Regions from separate parts of the Macaca mulatta genome. Here region 2 is linked to region 1. A link is a contact called in public Hi-C data. All regions are on one chromosome and are shown on one strand. Each heading gives the region's core, a stretch centred on a gene start, on an enhancer-like site or on the middle of the called end of the contact. The rest is flanking DNA. Distances are from core to core; before and after follow the strand shown.

Region 1 (5,739 bases), core at 3,195-5,694:
GGAAGAAGTGTGAGCGCAGGGCCCGCGCCGGGTGAGTGGGCCAGCGGCGCTCGCACTGTCCCCGCCGCCGCTGAGCAGTCCTGCCCCGGGCCAGGTAGGAGGTTGCTTTTGCTGCTGTGCAGAGCCAGGTCTGCTCGCGGGGCGGCAGCCTCAGAGGAGTACCTCGAGAAACCACTTGCGGGACACAGGGAGAGTCGCCTCTTAGTCTACGACCGCATCGAAGGGCTGAACTTTTAGCCCGAGGAGGGCAGGCCCTGGAGAGGTAGGGCTGTCCCCAGAAGACCCTAGGAAACAACACCCTGGAGGGTTGTTCAGACCCAGAGCGGGAGGGTGAAAATTAAAGCGTCCTGACCAGGGCTCCAGAGGGCTCGGTGTCCAGGTTGTGCTGGCTGGATTTTCAGCTGGGAAATGGCATTCGAAAGGGGACGCCGCGGACTGAACCTAGGCTGCCTGCTTTCCTTCAGCCAGAGAGGCCCTAGAGAGCGCCAGAACGGCGCGCCTGGTGTCCGGTGCCTCGGACTCCAGGTGCAGTGGCAGAACCTTCCTCCTAGACAGAGGTAGAAGCTTCCTAGGCTGGGCTCCTTGGATATGCAGGCATGACCATTTCTCTCCCAGCTCATCCAGATATTTGGAGGTAACACCAATTAAGGGGAAAATCATGAACAACGAAACGGGCTTGTAAACAGAAGGTCACAGTATGGAAAAAAATATATGCGTGTGGGTGTATGCGCCTGTGTCTGTGTGTGTCCTCTCAAAACACCCAGAGAGAATATGTAAACAAAACCTGCCTAGCTAGAGCAGAAACAAGCCACAAATTGGTTCTAGGAGGCTCAGCCTGAAATACCCCAAATTAGCAGAGGATGTAGGTTGTGACTGCAATTCCTGGATATTTGGAACACACAAAACCCTCCTTAGGAAAAAAACAGAGGTAAAGTCAGGGGTTGGAGCATGAGGGGCAGAGGAGAAGTGCTCGGAAGCTGCCTGGCGTCCTGGACCCCCAGCGGCTGCAGACCTGGTTGCATCTTTCTCCAGGGGCCCGCACCTCTCTGTCCTGGCCCTCAGGCCCTAAAGAGGAGGCTACTCCCCTCAAGGTGCGTTAGTGGTAACTAAAGAGGGTTTTATGGACAAGGTTTTGCTTGCGGCTGCCTCTGCAGCCGGGAGTCATTTTAAGGAGAAGCAGCCTCTGATATTACCACTGACGCTCTACCTCGGGGTACTGACGTGACCAAAGGCCAACGCGCTGGTTCCGGCATACAGCTTTTGTCCTTGTTATGAAAATCATTCCTTAAATTTGCTCCTCATCTGTGCTTTTCTCAGACACAAACTGACCCCCTTATATCTGGTTCCACCAAAAATAGTGGCTGGGCCCACGGAGAACAATTTAAAAGCCAAGGACCAACCTGTTTCTCCCAAAGGTGGCACACATTATAGCATTAATAATGTGCGCCTGGTGGACGCATTATATTTCCCAGGAATTACATTTGTTTTCCAGAAGCTGGACTGGGAAGGTCCTAGACAGAAGTGAGTCCTTGGAAGAAAGGACTGAGCGTCTCAGTAATGACATGGAGTCGGGGAGGGTGTGGGATAAGGGACGCCAAACTGGATTTTATTCCCCAGATTATCATCAGTCTGCTGCGTGACTGATGCCAGGAGACTAACAATTCCCAAAGTTGCGAAAGGAGTAAGAGTTAGTCTTATACTCCCGTCCGAAAGATCACTCACGTCTAATAATGATTTCGGACACCTGCAAGATGAGTCGATTAGTGCCGCGTGGGGTGGCATTGTTCACTCGACGTGCCAGGACGCCAGCGGTGCTACCTTTTCCTGTCTCCTGAGCGCGAGTTGGCGCACATTGATTTCACCCCTCGCTCTCCGCCCCGCTGCCGAACACCATTTAGGCCAAGATCGGGTATAATGGGAAGGAGCATCAGCAGACAATTACCCTTTCAGAGGATTCACTTCTCCTCACAGACACTGTTATTTGAGAAATAGGATCATTTGATTTCATATTGCACTAAATAACACCCAGCCGGTTCAAATTGCCAGCTTCTTAAAAACCGCCCATTGGAATAAATTGCAGCAGCCTCTTTTGCTTTTCAGGGCAATATGATGGGCACCGGGCAGAACTTGGAAAAATATCTACAAAGCCAGCCCCGAGCCGTGGCTATTCGTAGGAACAGCCCTGCCACCCCGCAAGCAAAGGCATCCAGCCACCTAGTTCCCTGCCACCGCCCCCTCCACCCGCCAACTTTGAGGTGATTCAACCTCTTGACTTTGGAATTCAAATGCACAGCCCCAGCCACCCCAAGGAAGCGCTTCGAGCCACAAGGCGCTTTCGTGTTGAGCAGAGAAAGATGGGCGGGTGTGCGAGACACGCATTTCGGTGTGTCCGGCCACATTGCTTGCAGCGTTGGAACGTTTGGACAGCGCAGCGGGTTTGGGGCTCGGCGGCGGGGGAGTGCGCCCTCCAGCTTCGCGGGTCTGGGGTTCCCAGGGCCAGATCAGCCGCTACATTCTGCACACCAATGCGCCCTCCAGGCCTGCCGGCCGCGACGTCCTTCTCCGCTCTCAGCACAGGCGCCAAGCCGAGAGTCAGGGCTTCCGGGTACAGCTGCGGACAGAAGAGGAGGGAGGCGCACTGGGGCTTCAGCACCGAGTCCAGAGGGAGAGGCGAGCGGGGTGAGCGGCAACCGGCGAGCTGGGGTTCGCTGCACACTCATCACCACAGACATTTCAAAAAGAATTAAGCCTTTTGAAGTCAGCCAGAGCTGCGGTTTGTTAATTGACACTGTTCAACTGAGTGACAATTGTTACGCTCAGTGGGGGCTACCCACTCCCTTCCTCCCTCCCCCCGCTTTTTCTCTTATAAAATAGGAGTTGGCTCCTTGGTTCTCCGTTCTTCTGTGCCAAGGGGCAGGATTTATTTAAGACGGCAAGGGCTTTGGCGATTCTGTGCGTTGAAGTCTTTCTTATATTTGTGTGAATGTACTTCAGGAAGGCCGCGTTAAATTCTTTCTCTCCAGATCCCGAAGGGTCGCCGCTGCCCCCCTCTTCGGAACATGAGCTGGAAAGGCCCTCTTAGTGGGTCCCGTGACCTGGAGCGACTTAGTCTGAGACTTTGGGGACAGGGTGGGAGTCTTTCCCCTTCCTTGACACTGGGAGGAGCCAGGGAGCAGGGGGTTCTGGGTACGCGGCTACAGGGAAGGTTCCAGACACGTCGAGAGTGGGAAACTTAAATTCCCCTCTCTGGTGTAGGCGCAGGCTTTGGCTCCAGGGTCTTTTCCGGGTAAGGTGTCGCTGCCCGCTTAAGATGGCATGATAGGTAGCAGGGGACTCAGCGTGTCTTCACTCTCCACTTGGCCTTGAAGTGGGGACGCTGAGCCGCGCTGCTCCTTGGCGATTCGGGTTTCTGTTCGCAAACAGCTCAATTGCGAGGCCCAAGTATACCTAAAGCAAAACCTTGGCCGTGGGCCTTCAGCACGGCCCTCCAGGGCTGGGGAAGATACCGCGATGCCCAGCCGGCCACGCCGCCAGATCTGGCCTTGCGTATCCGCCTCCAAAGATCCAAGGCCGGCCTGGGGCTGTTCAGTCGAGCCTAGGCAGAGCCCGGAGCTGCTCCATCACCGCCCCTGCCCCCAGGCGGTCGCGCCCTCACCCCGAGCGCACTCCGCCCCGACCCACCCCCGCGTGCCCCCGCGAGCCTCTGGCCCCTGCACGCAGCTAGGGGGCTGTGTTCCATCTCCCACCTACGTCCCCACGGTGGCGCAACCGAGGAACCCTTTCTTGCCCAAGGCCAAGCCCAAGCCCAATCGAGGCAGCTTTTCCAGGAGGCAGGAACTGGGCGGTTAAATTCGAAGGAGCTGGAAAACACGTCTTGCCCGGCTCCACAGTTAGCTGCCTGCGCAAACGGAAGCGCTGAGCTACGCGGTGGAACTGCCGAGCCGCTCGCAAGGCTGCTCCAACCTGAGGCCCGAGTCCCTGGAGCTGGCGGCGGCAGACTGCGTCCCTGGGGACACTGGAGGGGATTCCAGGGACAGCGTGGGTGGGCCTTTCCCCCAGCACGCGCCTCTCACTGTCTTTCTGGGCCAGAGCCGGGGCAGCGCTTTAAATTAAGGTCGACCTCCAGCTCTGGGTGAAGTCTTCGTTCCGCCCGATCCCGGCCCAGGAACCCTAGGTGAGGGTGGTCGGGGTTTGGCTGGGGCTAGCGGGTCAGCCCTTATGTCAGCTATTTCTGCCCCCACCCCGATCACTTCTCGATGCCGGTCCCGGCGCTCCCTCCCTCGCCCGCGCTCCCCGCACGTCGCCGTGTTTACCAGCGCGTTTTGTTCCCCAGTCGGATTCCCGGCCGAGGGGCTGTAACCGTGTTCTCCTCCGACGGAAGCTAATCAAGTAATTTCCCCATCCCAGCCCCATCAAATTGCTCTTTAGCTGTTGAACCGCGGAGTTTTGCTCGCCTTTTCACATGCTAATCACGCCCATTCAGCGGCTCTCGGTGGGGCTGTTTGTCGCGGGGTAAATCTCCTTGTTTGCCCGCTGCATGATTAATTGATATTGTTGTCTGGCTTTTGTGGGGACGGCAAGGAGCTGAAAGGCGGCGCGTAGTGGCTGCGTCGGGGCCGCTGGCGACATCATCGGGCTGCAGAGGTCCCGGCGAGGTCGGGCCGGGGCTGATGACATTATGGGCCCGATTTGGTTTTCCTTATTAGAAACATGATGAAAGACTTGGAGACCTCCGGTCTTACAACCCGCCCCCCCCAACTGGGTGCAGAAACCGCACGGCGTTTAAGCCACAAGCTCAGACAAAGCCCTGGTGTTTGCTCAATTCAGGGGGAAAAGTGGGTGTCACTTCCTCACGCAGGAGGCAATTAAATCTTATTTCGGCCCGCCCGGGATTTCAATAGAGTTGAACATGAACGCACAGCATAGTGGTTTGGTTTCACAAAGAACAAAAAGAAAAAAAATGTTTTGGGGTTTAGCGGTTGTAAAAGCAGGAACTTTCTAAGGTTAAAATCCCCCAAAAAATAAGTAAACGGAAGCCAGAGCCTCCCTTGTAGGCAGCGATGGAGGAAAGTCGCGCAGAGGCCCTTCCACGCCAGGCCCCTAGCGATGCAGTTTGCGGAAACGCGACTCCCTTCTAATCGCAGGCTTCGGTGAAACCCGGGGCTAACGCTGAGGTAGCGCGATTCCCAAGGCCCGCGTCCGCCTACAAGCCAATGTTTTATTTGACATCACTGGTCCCTGCTCGTGGCTGGTATTTTCTCGCCGACCACAGGTGTGCAGTCAAACCAACAAATTCCTCCGCCCCCTATACTCTCCCACCCTCTCCCCTGAGCACTGGGGTTTTATCCTCTACGGACATCCCTAAAAACTTGAAGATTCAATTAAATAATTCCAGTTACGAAGTGCTACTACCGCCTGCTTATCGCAAATATTTCCTTCTTCGAGTTCTTAAAAAAAAAAAAAAAAAAAAGCAAAGAGAAGAAAAGAAACTGTCGCTTTCGCTTTCACTGCGCGCGGGGTAATTGATAGGCGCCATCGGAGGTCAGAATTTGCATAAGAATTAAGAGCAGTAAATTAATTTAATATTCCATGCACATCTCCAATTATTCCTGGAGACCTTTGTCTCCGCGGCTGCCAGAGAGGGGATTCAGCTGCTCTTCAGCCAAACAACATCTGTGCGGTTAATAATTTGATAAACAGCTCATACAAATAGTTTCTGAATTATCTGGCAGCCCAATG
Region 2 (5,687 bases), core at 519-3,018, 130 kb after region 1:
TTGAGCAGGCCCATTTTGTGGAACTGCTAATCGGATTAAATGGACTCCCAGCTCTATTTGCAGCCACCAAACTCCCTTGAACACTTTCCACATCTGAAGGGTACCCATCATGGTGGCGCTCTTGCTGTTGAAATCAACAGCAAGAGGAGAGGAGCACGCAAAGCCTTGAAACTGCAGCAAAGCCTTCTCCGAGTGAACAAAGTACAGGGATGAGGAGAAATGCATGCCGAGTCCTCTCAATTAAGTGGACAGACAGAGAAAGTGGTTCCGGTCAATGGGCTGCAGAAATCTATTTTCCTCCTTAGAAACACATTTTTCCCCTATTTTTCTTCTTCTTCTTTTTTTTCTAAACTGATAAGGAAGGAGAGGAGTGAAAGTGTAAACTTCCGCTACTGTGATCCACACATCTCCCGAAAAACCAGAAGTCCTGCAAAAGTCATCCTCATCAGCATTCTGGGGTGCAACGCATCTTTCTGATTTTGCCAATTTATCTAGAAAAATTACAATTTAATCTATGTTAATAAAAGACCAACAGGGTAACAAGGCCTGTGGTTTTATGTGTCTGGCTGGCGTCTATTAACATTTAAATCTGCATCCATTACATTAGTCCCTTAAAATAAACACAAACATTTATGCGAGTGACAATTCGAGTTAGTCTTAGTCAGTCTTAAATAATGTCACTCAACACGGTATTTGGACCGAAGCCTGTGAATCATGAGGTATATTTTTGCCTACAGTCTGATAATTTTCAAAGCTATTGGCAACCTGGGAATTTTCCTTCCTTATCACCAGGGCTCAGCTAACTTCACTAAGACTAATCAGGCCGGGAATCATTCATTCAAGGATTGCATGATCATGTTTTTCTTTAGCTGTGACAGCTGCCTCAGCCACATTAGCAATGCAGATTAGCCAGCCTAATAGGTTAATGCAGAACACGCGAAAATTAGGTTTAATCCCCAGTGAAATAATCTAACATTTTCACATTTCTTGATGTTGGGATAGACATTGCTGGTGACTCAATTAGGTGTAATGTAGATCAAAGCAAATTTACCTTCTGGCTGAACCTTCCCAATAGTTTAGACAGAAGAATACAGCAAGGGCCCTCTACTAATTGGTGAATAGCTGTGGGGAAAATTGCATTAGGAACATGTAGAATGTGAGCAGAACTCTTTGGCCGAGGACATACAATTGACATATTTTGCAAATATCCACATCTCTCACTTTGCCATGCCTCCCAATGATGTTGCAGCTCAGGGCAGATGCGAACACCTTGTGTACCAACCCATTCATCCTTTGGGCATAACTGCGATAAATGGGAACGCACACACATACACATACACGCTCTCTCTCTCTCTCTCAATCCATACCTTTTTCACGTCCTGTCCAGGAGTATCACAATTGTATTCTGAATGGGCCTGCATTGTAAGAGGAACAGAAAGAGAACGAGAGGGTGTCTAATGTTTTCATTCTGGCGAATCGCATATCAAACACCCATCTCTTTCAATCATAAAGGGAAGGACACAAAAAATTACATGCCCTCAGTTGCCAAATTATTTTTTGCCTTGACATCTTAATTCTTAATCCTTGTGTGTGGTCAAATCAGTCTACTATAGGCAACCAATCAAGCAATTATTTCTAAATTATATTTGCCCAACTCACATTGATTGGCCATTCTTTTCTTATTGGGTTAGCTCATTAATTCTGAGCAGCTCGCTTATTATGCCTTCCACATCATTTTCCTTCCGAGCCTATCTGCTCCAGCCAGCCTGCTGATGTTTCAAGATGCCATACAGGGGAGGGGGAGAAAGCAACCAGCGATGTATGCATTGTCTCCTCTAGCAATTACAATTCACATTGCTGATTAACTTTGATGTGAAAACTAATGAGATAAGACAAGCTATCAAGGCGGGCCTGATCGTCATTCCATTTATACAGCATTTGCCACCGGTGAATGACAAAAAACTAATGAAGACGTATCTGACAGCAGGCTGAGCGGAGGCAGGTTTCGGTTCCCCATCAGCCAGGGCTGGGCTCCCTTCTCATGGTCTATCTGAGACACGTTGGAATTAGCTTAATAATGAAAGCACTTCATCTAAACGGACACATGTTTACATTAAAATAACTACATGATAAATAGATTGCGGAGATTTTATGCCTTCTTGAGTCTAAACAACAAAGTAAAAATGTGTTCTAGTATTCACTAAATCATTCGAAGGAAAATTCAATTTAAGCTATTATACTTACCACTGAGCGTCCCCCCTGTTTATGGGTAACAAATGTTGGTTTTTCAGAGGGTGGGGGAGGAGACGCGACCTGGGAAGAACAGGAATGATTTACTTTGTTAAGATGGTAATGGCAGATAAACAGAAGTACAATATTGGTAAAGCTAATGAACGTTGTTCACACAGTAATAACTTCGTGGTGGGGAAGATCCACTGGAATGGCGTTCCCAGCTGTACATTTTTATAAGTTCTCTTCATTTTCTGAACTCCAACACTGAAGATCTCCGCTTTCTATTTGTGTGTGAAGATGGTTCCATTCCTCTCTACACAAACATGTATGACTTTAGAAAAAACCCAAAGCATTTCTCTGGATATGTTTGTATATTTTTTTCTAACGAATTTACGAGGCAAGGCGGATATTACGTAGGAAATACACATTTTCTTTGGATACAGTTTTTGTTGCTGAGCATTAAATATTTCTAAAAAGTACATGCTTTATTTAGTTGGTTAAATAAAGTAGTTACACAGGAGCTGCAATAAAATTCATAAGTGTTCATATGGTTAAAAGGATTCGAGTGCATTTTTGCCTCTGCAACATCCTTGTTACATTAGCCTTATAAAAATGAAAGGAAGTCAAATGCTGATTGTTTTTATAGATAACACGGCTTCCCCAATGAGTCATTTTGTTACTTTGATAAATCATTTCCTAAAATATAAAAAAAGAAAAAATAAGTTCGTTTTCCTAGAAGCAGTTTTCTTCCTCATAACATATGCAAGTGTATTCTGTTTTTCATACATAAACATCATAGCATATTATTCCACTCTAATATCATGGGAAAAGCCAGAATAAAAAAGTAAAAATAAGTTCTCGCATTCCTTTTTTAAAAAATAGGTAGTAGTTTTTATTTTCTTTAGGGAATATGATTAGAAATATTTTTAAGGCAACCATCCACAAATATTTCCAGTTATGTACTTTGGACTTTAAGAAACAAAAATACATGAATAATATCAGCAACCATCATCAAAATCTTTCCCACCCTGTTGTTCTCCCAGCAGTCACAAACAAAAACAGCCACAAAACAAAACAAAACATTAACGCAAACGTACGTTTCTTGAGTGGCCATACTAAAGAAATCTACCGCTTCTGATGAAAGTTAACCGAAAGTACTGGTTTAAGGATGAAGAAACAAATTAGTACTCCAGCGAGGGATTAAGTTTAAAAGCTCTTCTCAGAACCGAAGATAAATCCTGTATATTAGAAGACACTATAAAAGTACTCGCATAAGAGCTAAAGGCACAAGTGGAAAGTTGACCCCCAAGATGGTTTGATGATGGTGTACTGTTTATAAAATTCTCCTGCAATGAAAGGAGCCTGCAAGGACAGCACCCACTAAACACAGAAGCAATTGTACTAGAAAGCAGGTTTCCAGTTTTGACTCAAGTGACAAAATTAAACCCATCTGAACAAGGGCTAACCGATTTCTTCTCTCCAATCGTCTCTTCCCCCTCCTCTCTACACATCGGCTTCTCTTTTAGCCCATTTCTCTCTTGAATTCTCTCCTGGTTCTGTTTACCACTCAATTCTAATGTTAATTAGAGACATACACATCAGTATTAGTAACCCACATTTTCATCAGCACAGCCCACCCTGCCAAATGAAAAACCCGGCGTGTGTCTGCGTGTAAGCCAACAATGCAGACATGGCCGTATTCTTGAAAGCACATATCTAACATTCTTTCCTCCCTGGTGTTAATTTTCCCTTTCTATGTACTCTTATTATGCTATCTCTAATATGGGTGGCGGGTTCCTTTTTAGCCTATTTCTTTAATCTATTTTAATAAATAATTACAGGCAGGCGGCAGGATTTATTCATTCCAGAGGGCTACCTCCTTCACATTTTTTTCCAGAGGCGCAGCTCAAGGAGACATGGTGATAATCACAGAGGCCTGGAATCCCTTCCACACAATGTCATTATGAGCTCCCATTTAAAATGAAAAATGTATATTACACTAAAAGCGATACAAGGTTAGCTCCTCTTTCCCAGGAATGTTTCACAACAAGGGACACTCTGGTTCCATATTCAGGAAAGGAGCTGGAGGAAGAAGGAATGAAAATAAAAATCATTACAAAATATTTTTAAGACATTAAACAGGATCTTCATTGGGGGAAAAAAAAAGTTCATACCCATTGTTTTTGCTACAATAGGGAATACTTACCTTTCACAGGGTTGTTTGAGAATTTTATTCCTAAATGAGTCAATCTACTTTGTTAGTATGGTCCTTGGGGCTTATTATTATTATTATTAAAAGCAAAAAGAGAATCTTATTCTGTTTTTCAGTTTCTGCCATGTTCTCTGGGATGTACTATAATTTCCAACACATTGATTTAAATGCTCACAGAAAAGGATTTTCTCCCAGGGCTGAAGTCCCATTCATCAGCCTTCATGACCCTCATACTACAAACAGGTTTATATAGAGCTGAGCCTGTAGCTGAATGTTTTTCTTCATTTTTTCAGAATGCCCCCCCAGATGCGCACCCTGGGTACATTTCACTGATGAGCTTCACTTCTTCAAAATCAATTTTACCACCATCTTATTCATGCAAACATTTAAGAGAATCTGCAACAGAAAACTAACTTCACAGCTTAGTTGTAGAGTGGGTTTGTAATATTTATCTTTGGAGGACTGGGAATGAATTCCTTTATTAAGTGCTTGCTTGCTTGAAGTGTGTTGCTAAACAGTTCCTCCGACATGTATCCTAAAATTTGTTAACTGAACTCCCTTCACATAAATGAAAAAAAAAGTATAGCTTTGAATTTATATATATTTCAGTCTTGACTAACGTTTTATTTAAAACAGTTACAGTGCACCTTTTGATTTGAAGTTTAAAGTAAATAATATTTGTACATCTGAAACATACTCAAGACAAATGAAAAGCCTCTAGATGCTTTTGTGTGAGATGCTGAAGGGCCCTACAAACTTAAAAGGACAACCTCAATTAAGCTCATCTTCATCTGGAAAAAAGTAGCAACTGAAAGCTGAATATATTAGATAATACACACTTGCCGAAGAGCATTCTCTCAGCTATTTAAAAAAAATTTAAAGGAAAAAAAGAAAGGGAGAAAAAAAGCGAGAAATATTCTTGATAACCAACCCAAAGCTGGCCCGAGTGTGGCTCGATGCTAATTTTGTTTGAAACTGTTCAACTAACTCAGAATAGATATCCATATTCAACAAAGACATAATTAATGGCAACGTTTCCTTCAGCCTCAAGACATCATAACAAGCTGCAAAGTACAAAAAGATTTTTATGGGAACTAATTTAAGGACAAAGGGTTGACCTCTCGCATTTCATTAAATAACCAGAGGGAGGAAAAGAAGAATGACAGCGCTCATCCCCGTTCATTTCAAGCAGCCAATTTCAAAATGCAAATCGCAATCTGCAGATGTTGGAGGCTGATATAGA

The links. A called contact is a pair of places that touch in the nucleus more often than the background predicts.
Region 2: a Hi-C map of fetal cortex germinal zone shows a contact between it and region 1, with 4 times the contacts expected there. The contact joins two enhancer-like sites. A contact is called at or near these places in 2 of 14 Hi-C or Micro-C datasets (fetal cortex germinal zone and fetal cortical plate).

Annotation. Positions count from the first base shown.
Region 1 is chr10:62,948,712-62,954,450 of T2T-MMU8v2.0, forward strand. LOC144332029 (a long non-coding RNA gene) reads left to right here. Exons shown (of 3, transcript XR_013399732.1): 2 at 2,101-5,739. Among named protein-coding and RNA genes, the nearest start is that of KIZ, 25 kb to the left of the region's middle. Within about 2 kb of position 4,445, at least 11 of the 40 cell types and tissues checked have an H3K27ac peak or open chromatin away from gene starts, as enhancers often do. A contact at or near this core is called in fetal cortex germinal zone, where this site is marked.
Region 2 is chr10:63,079,858-63,085,544 of T2T-MMU8v2.0, forward strand. No RefSeq gene overlaps it. Among named protein-coding and RNA genes, the nearest start is that of KIZ, 160 kb to the left of the region's middle. Within about 2 kb of position 1,769, at least 2 of the 40 cell types and tissues checked have an H3K27ac peak or open chromatin away from gene starts, as enhancers often do. A contact at or near this core is called in fetal cortex germinal zone, where this site is marked.